Linked DNA regions of Mus musculus: region 2 is linked to region 1. A link is a contact called in public promoter capture Hi-C data. All regions are on one chromosome and are shown on one strand. The core of a region is the stretch at or near the end of the contact, and the rest is flanking DNA. Distances in the headings are between cores, read along the strand shown.

The links. Promoter capture Hi-C pulls out the DNA fragments that hold promoters and counts their contacts.
Region 2: a promoter capture Hi-C map of pre-B cells shows a contact between it and region 1, with 4 times the contacts expected there. The contact joins the enhancer-like site here to the promoter of Cdk5rap3 in region 1. A contact is called at or near these places in 5 of 39 promoter capture datasets (cranial neural crest, embryonic stem cells, neutrophils and 2 more), 2 of 15 datasets of contacts at CTCF or cohesin (embryonic stem cells and large pre-B cells), 4 of 484 Hi-C or Micro-C datasets (CD4 T cells, pro-B cells, regulatory T cells and 1 more), 6 of 115 datasets of contacts at active chromatin or transcription factors (embryonic stem cells, large pre-B cells and pancreatic cancer cells) and 4 of 9 other capture datasets (adipose tissue, embryonic stem cells, liver and 1 more).

Annotation. Positions count from the first base shown.
Region 1 is chr11:96,915,078-96,917,965 of GRCm38.p6, reverse strand. It overlaps Cdk5rap3 (CDK5 regulatory subunit associated protein 3), which reads left to right and starts at 1,452. Exons shown (of 14, transcript NM_030248.2): 1 at 1,452-1,582; 2 at 1,770-1,815. The coding sequence starts at 1,577.
Region 2 is chr11:97,083,005-97,085,848 of GRCm38.p6, reverse strand. No RefSeq gene overlaps it. Among named protein-coding and RNA genes, the nearest start is that of Mir8103, 21 kb to the right of the region's middle. Within about 2 kb of position 1,283, at least 49 of the 459 cell types and tissues checked have an H3K27ac peak or open chromatin away from gene starts, as enhancers often do. A contact at or near this core is called in pancreatic cancer cells and pre-B cells, where this site is marked.

The DNA.
Region 1 (2,888 bases), core at 203-2,702:
GGCACTCCCACTCAACACTTCAGTGTCATCTTTGTGTGTGTGTGTGTGTGTGTGTGTGTGTGTGCTTTGTTTTTGGAGACAGGGTTTCTCTGTGTAGGTCTGGCTTTGCTGGAACTCACTTTGTAGACCAGGCTGAATTTGAACCCAGAAATCTGCCTGCCTCTGTCTCCCAAGCGCTGGGATTGAAGGCGTGTGCCGCCACTGCCCAGCTTGAGTGTCATGTTTGAGTCCTCCCTCCTCACCCATTTGGCCAATCTATTGCCAACGCCTGTCTGTTTTCCTCCTAAATTCTGCTTATCTCCTCCCTACAGCTTCTGACCTAGGTGAGGCCCAACCTCTCCCTTACAGCCTCCTAGTTGCTCTGGACACAGCCTTATTGCCCATTAGCCCATCCTCCTAACCAATATGTGTTATGTCCTTCCTTGTACCAAACCCTTCAGTGGTTCCTCTCTGTCTGCAGTGTGAAGTCCAAGTTCCTTAATGAGGGACTCTTTGTTACGATCCTTATATTTTTACAGCCTCCTCCCGGGTCACTGCCTTAAACCTTTTACTGTATAGAGGTGGGTCTGAGGTCAGCTATAGGTGGGAGACCTGTGTAGTGTCCTCTTGAGATCCCTCGTGAAACAAGGGACCTTGCACTTCACTTTGTCTTGGACCACGTATATTTTGCCGGTCTCCCCTGCTTGTCTTTCCCTGAACCACTCTTGCAGCTGTAGTTTTAAAGTTTGTGCAGTCTCTTCCATCAGAAACAGCCTTTCCACTCCACCAGGAACACCCGCCATCATCCTTCCTTCTGCAACTTTTTTTTTTTTTTTTTTTTTTTTTTTTGGCTTTTCGAGACAGGGTTTCTCTGTATAGCCCTGGCTGTCCTGGAACTCACTTTGTAGATCAGGCTGGCCTCGAACTCAGAAATCCGCCTGCCTCTGCCTCCCTGCTGGGATTAAAGGCGTGTGCCACCACGCAACTTTTTGTTTACTATTCAATGAGTGTTGCTTCCTCTCCCTTCCCTGTCCCAGTCGTCCAACAAGAATCGGGTGCTCAAAAATCGTATTTATCATAAATGGGAGGACAAAATGTGACGAGAGCCTCAAGAGACCTGTGACCTTCTATATGTGGTAAAGGGAGAAAATGGTGGGAAGAAAGTATTTTTTTTAACTACTTTCGAAACGCCATCGGGAAGGTGCTAGGACCTGTTCCGCGCATGTGTTCGTTCTCTAGCTGGGGGCTCCGCGCCAGGCTGATGAAAAAGCAGCCTAAAACGGCTCTTGGGTGCCCCCTACCGCCATCGTGCAAGTGTAACATCCCTTCCTGGAGATCACCCGGCCGGAGCCCGCCTCTCGCCTTCCATTGGCTGTCAGCTATTCTCCCGCCCCTCCGGTACTCAACCAATCAGAACATCGTGATGGGCGGGGCTTTCAGCAGAGGGGCGGAGCGTGGTCTTGGATTGGCTCCGCTGAAGACGGCGACGTGGCTGAAGGAGGCCGGTTTGTTTCGGAACTGAGGCTCAAGCACAGCCGCTCAGGATTGGTGCTAGGCTGGGCCGGGGTCTTTGGCCGGAAGCGGAAGTGGAGAAAGGATGCAGGTGTGGGGACCAGGGCTGGAGAAACTGGGTCTTCTCTGGGATTCCTGTCCTGCCTCCTCAAGTCCTCCCGTCCTCTGTCGGGTGCTCTGCCCCTGCAGGGTGGCGGTTGGACTCGTGGAATGAGCGCGCGCGAGGCGCATCGCCTTCCCGCGTTCACGCCCTCCCTCCCGGTCGTATTTCCCACCAGGACCATCAGCACGTGCCCATCGACATCCAGACCAGCAAGCTGCTCGGTAGGAGAGGGCGCCCCCGCGCGGTCGGCTCTCGGGGGAGGTCTGCTAGTTGCCCCCTGTCACCAACCAGCAGCCAGGAGCTGTGAAAGTCCCAGCTGAGGTGCTTTACTCCAGCGAACTGTTTGCTCTGCAAGGAAGGAAGCATGGAAAGTCTGTACTGGCTCCGTGTTTTCTACTTTTAACGTTTCTCACGTAGTATCAAATCGTATTCAGGCACACAGGACAAATGGATAGTGTTAAAGATGGACAGTTAAGCAAATGGCTGATCCATTTGAAACCTAAGTCTGTTTGGTTCTGTCTTCATGCATTTTGCATTATTTGGGGTGGGTAATCCTCTCCCATCTATTTAAAAAGTTTCTCTCCTTGGATTTAGGGAGAAGAGGGCCCTAAGACTCACATACAGACCTTTTATGCCAACCATGGTGGTTCACACTGGTAACCATAATACTTGGGAGGCCGAGGCAGGAGGATTGGTGGCAGTTCTCAGACAGCCTGGCTTGCATAGCAAGTACCAGCCTAGTACTCCCCGCCCCCCACCCCCACCCCCCCAAAAAACCTTTAGTCTTAGCACTCAGAAGGCAGAGGCAGGCCTTGGCCACATAGCAAGCACCAGGGCAGCCAGGACTACATGGAGAGACACTATTTCAAAAGAAAATGACAGAGAGACAAGAAGACCTTTTAGTGACCAGGCAGTCTCTGCATCTGGCTTACATCCCTCATTCTGTCACTTCTGGGGGTGTGTACAGCCCCTGGCCCTTGTGTTCACCAGATACGCCAGTCCACTGGTAACACGTCCTTAAGAGGGTGTTTGCCGACCTCAGCCCCTGGAGGAATTCTGGTGTCTGCTGTTTTCCTTTCTGACAACTTGAGAAGAACTCAGAGTCAGAATTTCTGATACTGTTGTTGCTTGAGAGAAATTAAGCGGTTGAAAGATTTGTTTTAAAGGAGAGGGAGTATTCAGTCCTTTGATGGACACTGGTGAGTCCTCCCAAGTGCCTGCCAGGCACGGGCCACCATGTATTCATAGTGTATGGGCACCCGCTGCATCTACCTGGGTGTGCCAGTTTGTCCTC
Region 2 (2,844 bases), core at 34-2,533, 170 kb before region 1:
TTCCAAATGAAAAGCACAAGGCGCCGGGCAGGGGTAGCGCACACCTTTAATCCCAGCACTCGGGAAGCAGAGGCAGGCAGATTTCTGAGTTCCAGGCCAGCCTGGTCTACAAAGTGAGTTCCAGGATAGCCAGGGCTATACAGAGAAACCAAAAAAAGAAAAGAAGAGGGCTGGTGAGATGGCTCAGTGGGTAAGAGCACCCGACTGCTCTTCCGAAGGTCCAGAGTTCAAATCCCAGCAACCACATGGTGGCTCACAACCATCTGTAACGAGATCTGACGCCCTCTTCTGGAGTGTCTGAAGACAGCTACAATGTACTTCCATATAATAAATAAATAAATCTTTAAAAAAAAAAAGAAAAGAAGAGAAAAGCAAAGCACGAGGCAGCACAAGCCACAGTTCACCTGCTCTGCTCTCTCTCTCTCTCTCTCTCTCTCTCTCTCTCTCTCTCTCTCTCTCTCTGCCTCCTTCCAAGGTCACCTGTGTGGCAAGCGTGGCTGTGCTGCAGGTCCGCCCCACCCAAGCCCCAGCTGCTTCCCAGTCCTTAGCTGCCACTCCCTGGTGTGCATTCAAATCCACCGCTGTGGCTGGAGCCTTTTCTTGAACTTCAAGATCCAACACAGTCTAATCACCTTCTAGGTGTCTCAGCCCGAAGGGCCCATAGCCACCTCCCCAGCCCTCCCTTGTCTCCTGCCAAGCTGGACTCTCTAGTCCCCCTGCTCCTCACCCTCTCTAGGACAGCTTTCCCAAACCAGAACCCGCAGCTTCTAAGTGCGATCACCTCTCTCTGAACATTCTTCATCTTTTCTCTCGTTGGCTAACGCCCCTTATTTTCCATAGCTCCGCGGAAGGGCAATTGTTGAGGTTTGAACTGTGGCTACATACTGTAGTGCTGAATTCTGCCGTAGGTGACTCTCGCTTTCCCATCCAGTGCCTGTTCCCCAGGCTCACTCCGGCCTTGTCTGGACTGGACAGCATTTGAGGCAGACTGGGCTCCTGACTCAGAGAACATGCATCGTTTAGAAATGTCAGCTCCCGTTGCTAACTGGCGAACTCATTGCCATGTTATCCCAAAGCCATGCCCCCTCTCATTCCACAAGGGGCTTTTGTTTGTTTGTTTGTTTTTATTTTTTCATGACAAGGTCTTGCTCTTCACCCGTTTAGCCTCCAGCAGACAATACTTCCACCCCGGCCTTCCGAGTGCTGGGATTACAGGCCTGCGCCAGCATACCCCGGTTACTCCCCGTAGTCTTAAAGAGCTGTGAATTGTGGGCTGCCTCCTGCTTCTGCTTCCTCTACAAAATTGGACATGTGACCAGCTGGGTTAATTACAGCCTCTCTTGTCCCCTGCCACAGTGCTTCACAGACCATCAGTTGGACTCTCTCGGTGTCCTCCAGTTATGTGAACGAATACATCATTCCATTTCTATTTGAGTTGGTCCCAGTGGGACCCAGTCACTTACAGCTACAAGCTCCCCCACTGAAAGGGAACTCCAGAAACGCTTAATGAAGACACTAAGAAACTAGGTGACCTAGCTCCCAGGCCTGCCCTGTTCCCTCAGAGTGTGGAGAGACATTTCTGCATGCTTAGAAGGGATTCCATCGTCTTTACTTAAAGCACTTATGTCCCACAGATATGAACGACCTCAGCTGCTCAGCCAATCTTCTGCCTGCTCCAGGCAGCCACAACGCACTGTCTCCCAATCCCGTCATGTTCAGACTGCAGGTCTCTGCGTTTGCCTCGCTTGCCTGGCACTGCTCTCCGAGGGCTCATCCCGACCCACTCTGCCTGATCCCATCTCCTGTAAATTCCCGCCCACCGCAGAGGAACTCAGCCTTCTCTTCTGCCGTTATTACAGTCACGCTGAATCACAGCCATGTTGACTCATTGTCCTTCCTCTACTGACAGAGTCCCTTGAGGCCATGCTCCACTCCGTAGCCACCTTTGCTGCGGGGGGTGCCACCCACCCACAGTACTCTGTCAGCAAGCACGTGTTGAGAGGGAACTCTGGAAGAGGCTTATTTCCTCCTCCTGGCCCCTCACACTCCTAGGTTTCAGGTTTCAGAAGAGAGGCTAACCCCCTGACAGGACACTCTTGAAGAACAGAGTGTGGGCGGGAAGGTAGTGAGCGTGGTCGCTATGCTCACTGGTTTCTGGGTCCTTAGTGACATGTCCCTATTCTGACGGGAGCTCTGGATACCCCTGAGAGTCTCCTATCTCTGGTTTCCCACTAGAAGAAACCTAAAGACTCTATGAGCAAAGGAAGGCTCTTGAAGGTCTCCCGACCCTTCACCTGTGCGAGCAAGCCGACTGAGCATTAGGGCAGCCAGAGAAGAGGTCTGAGGAGACTCTTGCATGTAGCAGGATTCTGATCACACGAGGCTTCCCATACCCGTGACAGGCAGGTCGGGGGGTGGGGAGGAGGAATGCTCGACAGCAGAGCATCTGGAATCTCCAGTCGCTGTGTGGCCTTAGGCAGCTCGTTTAATTTCTGTCTCTGATCCGCTCTACTGATAGGATCTGTAAAATCAGACGGATGGTAGTACTAACCTCCTACAGAATAAGCGGATGACGCAGAAAGCACACACCAACTGTTTCATAATTGCTTGTCTGTATAACAGTAGGGCTTCGTGTGTGGAAGCTCAATATACAGACTCTTTAATAAAAGGACTCCCGCTAAAGGCTTGTCAGTGGCGTGGGCGGGACGGGGCACAAATGGTTATGAAACTACTTGAAGGGCAGAAAGAATATGATGAAGTTCATCATGTTTCCACAAGGGGGCAGTCTAATCTCCCCAAAGCGCCCACTTCATGATGGAACCCACTGACCTCTATACCATCATC